3 separate regions of the Zea mays genome follow, and all the other regions are linked to region 3. A link is a contact called in public Hi-C data. All regions are on one chromosome and are shown on one strand. Each heading gives the region's core, a stretch centred on a gene start, on an enhancer-like site or on the middle of the called end of the contact. The rest is flanking DNA. Distances are from core to core; before and after follow the strand shown. Region 1 holds the start of LOC100280270 (Alkaline/neutral invertase CINV2). Region 2 holds the start of LOC542703 (calcium-dependent protein kinase 24). Region 3 holds the start of LOC100274308 (putative RING zinc finger domain superfamily protein).

Region 1 (2,700 bases), core at 35-2,534, 130 kb before region 3:
TTCCAGTTCTAGCATTAATCAGTTTCTATACAAGTATTTGTATACATATTAATCAGTTTCTATACAAGTTACTAGAAACTGATTAATACTTGCCGGTTTCCATTGTCCAGTTCCTATACAGGTAAGGTCATGTTTGAATGCACTAAAAGTCTAGAGATAATAGTTAGCTATGAAAATTAGTTGAAGACATCCAAACAGTCTAACTAATAATTCAACTATTAGCTATTTTTAGCAAATTAGCTAATGGTTAGCTAGTTATTTGTTAGGCCGTCTCTAGCAGCTCCCCTATCACATCCTCTATTTCAAACTTCACTCTGCAAACAATGTCAAACAGTGTCACCTACAGTATCACGTCCCCTATTTTATAGGATCCACCGAAGACAGCCTTGGCCAGCTAATTCCACTAGCAATTTTTTAGCCAACTAGCTCTAGTACATTCGATAAGATCCTAAGAGCAATGGAAATCACTATACTTGCCAGCTTACATATTACAACAAATACTAGCCAAGTAGACAAATTATGTGCTACTATTTGTTGTAATATGTAAATAACACGGCAGTAATCATAATGCTCAAAACAAAAGAAAAGAAAAAAAAGATTCCTCTGTTTCCAGTTTCCACAGACTTTTGATGTTCAGTGAAGCCCGATTGGCATACCTGATCATAGTTGAGCACTTCCTCCGACGCATGGTCTACGGCAGCAATAGTACCGACGGGCTGTTCCCGGAAGTAGACGACCGATTTCCTGAGCGCCTCCCAGGCCTCATTGACCAGCGGGTGCGGCCCCCCGAAATGCGTGCCCACGGAGAAGGGCGAGTCAAAGACACCAGAGGGGAATGCCGGCGACTGCAGCACGCTGTCGAAGCCGTCGTTCTGGCGGTGAGAGAGCTCGCTCCACGACTGCTCGTCGAAGGAGCGCTTCCGCTCCAGCGTGAACCTGGGCTTGTCGATGATGAGGCGCGACAGATCGAGGTTGATCTCCGCCTCGGAGGCGAGGGAGACGTGCGACGACACCCGCTTCATGCTGCCGCCGCCTGGCCGGCCCCGGATCCTAATGCGGAGAGATTTTAGATTTCAGGGATATGCTCATCGTGGGAGTGGCAGACGAATAAAACAGCAGGTTTATTCCGCCGCCTCCTCGAAATCGGAAAATGAAATAGGAAAAAGCAGCTCCGTCCGTCGTCCTTACCGACGAGAGGAGAGGCAGATGGATGCTTCACTGCGCAGGCACTGGCTTCCGGAGGCGCGTGAGGACGAGGAGGAGGGCGCCCGTCGCAGACCGGAGGGACGACTGGTGGATCTGGATCGGGGTGAGCTCGGCGCGCGGGGTGGTGGTTCGGTGGTGGACAGGCCTCCGAAAAATTTGGAAAGAAATTGTGGCCCGTTGATAAAGCAAAATCTCTTGTACTACTTTATAGAAATAGAATAGAACAACGTAAAGGGGTGAGTTTGCTTTGTTTTTGGATGAACAGCGATCAGAGGTCAGAGCTGTTGGCTTCTGAATAAAGTTGTTTGGATTGCTATAGTTGTAATCTATAGAGACAATATCAATATAGAAATAGTAGAAATTGATATGAATTAAAGCCAAGCAAATCGGTGATGTCCAATGTTGCACGTCGATGAACTTTCCAAAATGGTATAATCTTTTTTTATATCTCCTCCTCCTTAATTATAAAAACTTATATGTAGGAGTCATTTTAAGCTAATTCCAGTGCACTATCTCTCTCTCCTTTGTCATGTCAGCTCTCGACTCTACCCTCGATTCTAGTGCACAGCCTGTAGCAGGATATAGCCTCAATCTATAGCAACATCAGTTTTTTCTATTTTAGAATTAAGTAATTCACGCACATTTATTTTAACACTCAGAAATCGAACAACGCATTTTTTTATTAAATTAAAAATACAAAGTGTATAATAATTAAAAGAAAAGCACATGAAAATTTATAGAAGTATTAGAGATAAAAAAAATGATTTTTTTGCAGTTTTTTGAATTTTTTAGACTCCAAACAATAAAACGGCTAGATTGTCGCTCTCGCCCGATGTCTCTCCCGGGCCAGCGTGTCGACCGTGTCTCGTCTCCCTCTTGCCCTCCTCTCGTCCGAGAACGCGCTCCAGCGCGTCACCCGCTCTCGTCGGGCGTGAGCAATGTCGCCCCGCGCTCCTGCCTGCGGCCGAGCGACATCAAGTCCATCTCGCCCCGCCTATAGCCTCCATTGACACCAGCCTTACCATTGAATACCAAAACACTATGACTCAACCTACAAAGTTTCTTGTCATGAATATAGACATGCACGAAGCACTTCTTTTTCTGTAGCATAACACTCTAGCTAGTAACAAATTTCATACATGGGTGATTTGGTGACCAGAGATCACGGAGGGATCCCTCTCAATCCCCTCCAATCCTCGTGATCTTCTTGTCACCAAATCAAACCCTGAGGGCCCATTTGTATCTCCTTTAGAATTTAACATTCCACCACTTTCTAAGGTTTACATAAGTCTATCTCAAATTTTTAGAATGAGGAGTGATAATTGATTTTATGTATCACTAATCTACTGCAACTTGTAACACGCTCTTCAGTTCGTTCCCCTATAGTAGAAATTTAGTACATAAATATCTTTCTCATACGACCAACTGTAAATATAAATATATTATGTATAAAATCTTGTTCAATTATTGCGTGAAAATCCTAGGTACGAGATG
Region 2 (2,700 bases), core at 79-2,578, 180 kb before region 3:
GCTCCATGACAATGTGCACGAAGAGCGCGTCCTCATAGGCGCCGCGGATGCGGACGACGTTGGGGTGCTCGGAGAGGTGGTGCATGATCTGGATCTCGCGGTACACGTCCTCGTAGTCCTCCCGGCACAGCAGCTTGCGCTTGGGAATGGACTTGCACGCGTACTCGGCGCCGTCGGCCTTGCCCACACAGTGGTACGTGGTGCCGAACTGCCCCTGCCCCAGCTTCTTGCCGATGCGATAGTGGTCCCGCACGTTCGCCGTCTTGTACGGCAGCACGGACGCCGGGCGCCCCGACGACGGCGCCGGAGCCATCAACGGCAGCTTCGCCTTCGCATTGGTGTTCCCGCTCGGGTCCGGCTGCATTGGCGCGCCCCAGGTGTGCTCCCCGGATCAAGAACCGTACGACGGCCTCCGCAGCAGGAAAGGAGCCTGTTCTTGGACAAAAAACCGGAAAACCCGGAGAAAAGGTGAGAAATTTGGGGATACGGCGATCAAGAACCGGTCAAAAGGAAAAAAAGAAAATCACCTCTCGCTACAAATTCCTGCAACTCCTCAAGGATTCCCGCGGGTTGGAGACAGAAGAACAGGGGGGGGGGGGGGGGGGGGGGGGGGAGAAATTGGAGCGGGTAAGCGGAGGAGCCCTGCCGATTGGGACCAAGAGCCGAGGGAACGAAGCTTTATGCGAGGTTTATCTATGACAAACCCACGAGCAGAGAGGAACGGAAACGAGAAACGGCAGCAGCAAGGGGAAGAAGAAATCTGTGCTCTCACTTTCTCAGGTGTCACGTGGGGGAAGATGTGCAATCCTGCCGAAAGAAAAGGGGAGCAAGCGGGGAGGAAAGGTTGGCCTCTTCTATCTATCCGGCGTGGAGCTACGAGCTGGCCGCGCAAGAAGACAGGATCTTGGCGGCGTGGGTGATGGCTCCACCCATATATCTTTTTTTATAGGAATTTCAGAGGCGGCTACCAATGGGGCGTGGAGACGATGACCAAGAGCTCATATATCTGCCTTTTGATTTGCCGTTCGAGGCTGGGAACGGGCAAAAGGGAGGGCGTGTTCGTGGAGGAGAGGATTGGGGGAAGGGAAATGCGGGGGCTGTAGCAGCGCAGCTAGGTCGTATCTATGGAATAATCCATGGGCGACCAGGAAGGAGGGAGGAAGGAGACGACGACGATGTCTCCATTGTTTTTTTTCCCTTTTTTATTACTATTTTTTAATATTTTTCCTTTTGTAAATTGGAAAATACGCAAGAGTCCATGTCTGCTAAAAACCGTGTATAGTGACCAACTATAATTATTGGAAACAGTATGATTTGCAAAGCATAAATGGGTCCCACATTGTCCTATGAAATAAGACACCTTTATTGTTATTGAGGTAGTGATTATAATCTCACTCTTGAATTCGCTCGTGAAACTTCTAACCAAACTGTTGGCCAACTGTAGAGGGTGAGCTCATTCACATAAATCGTTATGGATTGAGTGGCTTGCTCTTTTGGATACATACATTTATGCAAACAGTCCAAAAAAGAAATGATCATCCTAAAATTTGGACTTTGAAAAAGCGTTTGACAAACTTAAACACGTGGTCATCATAAACATTCTCACCACTTCTATTCATCCTAGCAACTGACTTGTTACAATCAATAATAAACAAAGCAAAAGACCTTAGCCTTCTTAGACTACTTGTATAGCAAAGATGTGGACATAACTTCTCAATTATTCAATATGCGGACGACGACATCCATATTATGGAAGCATGCCCAAAACAATTGTTTGTCCTCAAGGCTATTTTAAACTATTTTTTGTAGATTATATGGGTCTCTACTCCAATTAACACAAGTCGAATATCTACCTGGTAAATGTGTCTAATCAGAAAATGGAACTGTTGTAAAAAAAACCTTCAACTGCCAGATTGGAACTTTCCCCATCATATATCTTGGGCTGCCCATGAGTTTAGTTAAATTAATCCTAAAAGCTTTCCTTTCATTGATACAAAAGATTGACGACACATATCATCAATCTTAGTGTTCCTATCACAAGCTAGGAGATTACAAATGGTCATTTTTTAGTGTTCTCGTCGTTACCTACTTTCTATATATGCACTCTCAAGCTCCCAAGCTCGGTGATCAAACAAATTGAAGGGGAAATGTGCCCTTGGGCCATTTCTAAAAATGTTTTGGTGATTAGATATCCAACACAAAATACGTTGGTTCATAAGTACTAAGATGCAAATCAAAGAACAAGGTATGTCTTCAGCCTTAGTAAATTGTTTTTGGCTACTAACATATTTATCTAAGTGCCAGGAATCTTGTCAAATCAAAAGAAATTGAGTTGGAGAAGATTTGGCTGAGTTTAGCCAAACTAGCACCAGCCTGTGGTGCACCGGACAGTGTCCGGTGCCTAGGCTGGCTCGGCGACGAACTCGTCGCTCTCGAGAAAAAGACAGTGGCGCTGCGGCTAAAATTCACCGGACTGTCCGGTGTGCACCGGACTGTCCGATGTGCCAAAGGCGCCCGTGCCAACGGTCGGCAGCGAAATCAGCGGGCGACGCGTGGCCCGCGCCAACGGTCAGTTGGTCACACCGGACATCCGGTGCGCCAACGGGACCAAAGGTCCAACAGTCGGGTGCGTCCAATATGGAAGGAGATCGGGCACCGGACAGCTACTGTTCATGTCCGGTGGTGCACCGGACTGTCCAG
Region 3 (2,700 bases), core at 20-2,519:
CTAAGCATGTTTTCATTGTGCGTGGTGGTCCACCGGCGCAACAAGTATTAACTGCAGCCTTACGCCTGTTTGGAACTGCTTTATGAACTTTGATCTACAAACTCCATCGGCTGAGCAGTTTTATAAAAACCTAGAGTTTTTGGAGCACCCTTTAGATGATCTTACAACTTTACCTTTTTTTCCTGAAGCAGAGTTTGTGCAACTATATCTATCTGGCTAAAAAAACGTAGAGCAGAGCTGAAAAGTATGGCTAAAAAACATAGAGCATAGCTAAAAAAACGTAGAGCAGAGCTGATTAAACTCTAGATGCACATCATAGTTTGGTAGTGGAACCGCGCGTTTTGCTTTTATCAAGCTCAAGTAAAGTTCAGGTTGGCACTTCCGTACTGTACTTGCAGGTGACGGCTACTGGCTATTTATGAACAAACATATCAGGCACTGGGCGATCAGGTGCTTAACCAAATAGCGCTAGTCTGTGAGCTAATACGTAGCTGTGTACCCTTTGCTCCAATTCAACCTCCAACTGGATCGAGAACCTGGAACGCACCATTGCCGCACCAAGCTCCCCTTCCTCGAATGCCCCAGGCCCGGACACCACGACGCCCTGCCCCGTGCTCACATGGCTAGCGGCGTCCTCCACCGCTCCGCCTCCTGATGTCTCCGCCCTGCCGCCGCGCCAACCCCCGACTCCGGCTGGGGCCACTGCGCGGTTATGGTCAGTTGCTACCCGCGCTCGCTTTCGCCGTCTCTTGGGGTTTTCGATTCGCCTCCAGCGCGGTTATGGCTGTTTGCGGCGTTTGCGGAGCGGTCGCGGCGGTCGGGCGTTCGCGCCTTGCGGCTGGCGGCGTGCGGTTGGCGACGGGCGAGGGTCGCAGCAGGCGGTTGGCGGAGGGCGGGGGTCGCGGCGGGATCGGGCGGGCAGTTGTTTGGCGAGGGCAATCTACATTACAGTCTTAATAGTTAGTACATATTAACTATGTCGTTTGCAAATAGCGCACTAATTTTCGGCCGCCCGCGATCGCCGGTGTGTCCGTTTTTCATCATGGACCGAGCTTACTGCTAAATGGGACAAACTTCAAAAGCTCAGCAGCCCATTAACATCCGTAGTCACTTTTCCGGCCCAGACCATTACAACGGTCGGCCTATCCATTCACTCACGGGCCCATGGAAATGGTTGGGAACCACGACGTCCCAAGCGGGCCCCACGGGCCACGGCGCTGCAACAAAACCGCAAAAACCCAGAAGGAAGTAGAGGCCCCCTTCTTGCCCCCTACGCAGCCGTGTGCCGTACACCGTGCACGCACGCCGCTCCTCGCCTCCCTGCACCATGGACGCCGGCGAGTGCTCCACCTCCAAACCCCCTCAGCCCTCTGCCGCCTCCCCGTCCTCCCCCACCGTATGGGCTAGGCTGGGTAGGGCAGCTGCCCCCACCCCTTCTCGGTTCTCCACGGGTTCCTTCATCTGCACGGCTTCTTGATTCTCTTCTCTTGTTTGGTTGTCCCATTCATTGGCAGTGCCCGCCGATTCCGCGTGCCCGACGGTGGAGGTGGCCGAAGACGACTCCGTGGTCTGCTCCCTCGTTGCGCCGCCCTGCGGCGGGGAGGAGGTCGCGTGGTGCGAGATCAGGCGGAATGCCGGGGACGCGTCGTCCGCCACTATTCGGAACCTTAGGTGCTCTATCCTGCGCCTTTGGGGACTTGGGTCCATGCCTTTTTTCGTGTTCCTGTGGATCCTTTGACTGTGGTGGCGTGCCGTGTAAGACTTTTTAACAGTGCGTCTCCTCCGGGAGTGACAAAATGTCCGAAAAGGGCGACGTCTATTTTGAGAAAACTGACGGGGACTTTGTGTGAGCTCTGTTCATCACCTCTTTTAATTGGTACTCACGGCTCAAATGTTGGAATGGACGCGTTACCTTTAGTGCCTGCCTGTATACCCCAGTGTTCTCCGGTTTAGGTCCCTTGAAAGAGGTACAAGTACAATGGTAGTGATAGCAAGGCTAAATTGTTGTCTGTTCCATTTTTGCCGACTTATTAGTGGTATCCACAACTTTTAGTATCCTCGATCTATTCCAGATTCTGTCTTCCTAGATTGTTGTAGTAGTATTGTAGTCTAAACTCAGTTCTTGAGAATGCTCTTTATTTAGCAAGAGAAGTCAGGCAAGCTTCAGTTTTTCTGTGGTGGGATTTGGCTACATTTCATATAAAACGTTGATGCCAATTTGTAACAGTTTGTCTATACATTTGGTGTGTCTGATTGTGCAAAATCAAGAATGGAAAATTTGAAATGCATGTTGCAAACACAAATGGGATGTAGGCAAATCCCAGACTCTTAATTCTTGGCACTCTCTTTAAGCTATTTGATTGACTATGTCTTGCAAAAAATGAAAATTGTTTTATCTTTATGTGTTGGTTCACAAAATTAACTTTTCCCACCTTTGTTTGCCTCCCAATTTTTGTTGTGAGATATTTTTTTGTACTATTTGTTTTGTTGAATTCTTGCTGATGATACATGCTTCTCATGTCTTCCCTGTTCCATTGATAAAGCTCGGATGCAATTATTGTTGATGGAAGAATTGTCGAACAAGAATGCGTAGACATCAAACCAGGCAGTGAGATTGTCTCTGGACCCCAGAAAGAAGGTATGGTTATTTTCAGGACCTTGACAGCAAATCTTTATACTGAAAAAGAAAGTACTACTCTT

The links. A called contact is a pair of places that touch in the nucleus more often than the background predicts.
Region 1: a contact with region 3 is called in a Hi-C map of ear, with 2.7 times the contacts expected there. The contact joins the promoter of LOC100280270 here to the promoter of LOC100274308 in region 3. A contact is called at or near these places in 3 of 25 Hi-C or Micro-C datasets (ear, leaf and tassel).
Region 2: a Hi-C map of leaf shows a contact between it and region 3, with 2.8 times the contacts expected there. The contact joins the promoter of LOC542703 here to the promoter of LOC100274308 in region 3. A contact is called at or near these places in 7 of 25 Hi-C or Micro-C datasets (ear, endosperm, leaf and 2 more).

The regions. Positions count from the first base shown.
Region 1 is chr4:210,994,387-210,997,086 of Zm-B73-REFERENCE-NAM-5.0, forward strand. It overlaps LOC100280270 (Alkaline/neutral invertase CINV2), which reads right to left and starts at 1,285. Exons shown (of 5, transcript NM_001153198.1): 1 at 1,189-1,285; 2 at 657-1,050. The coding sequence starts at 1,022.
Region 2 is chr4:210,945,654-210,948,353 of Zm-B73-REFERENCE-NAM-5.0, forward strand. LOC542703 (calcium-dependent protein kinase 24) reads right to left here and starts at 1,329. Exons shown (of 8, transcript XM_008681406.4): 1 at 528-1,329; 2 at 1-430. The coding sequence starts at 364.
Region 3 is chr4:211,126,599-211,129,298 of Zm-B73-REFERENCE-NAM-5.0, forward strand. LOC100274308 (putative RING zinc finger domain superfamily protein) reads left to right here and starts at 1,270. Exons shown (of 15, transcript NM_001148671.2): 1 at 1,270-1,412; 2 at 1,515-1,671; 3 at 2,544-2,638. The coding sequence starts at 1,328.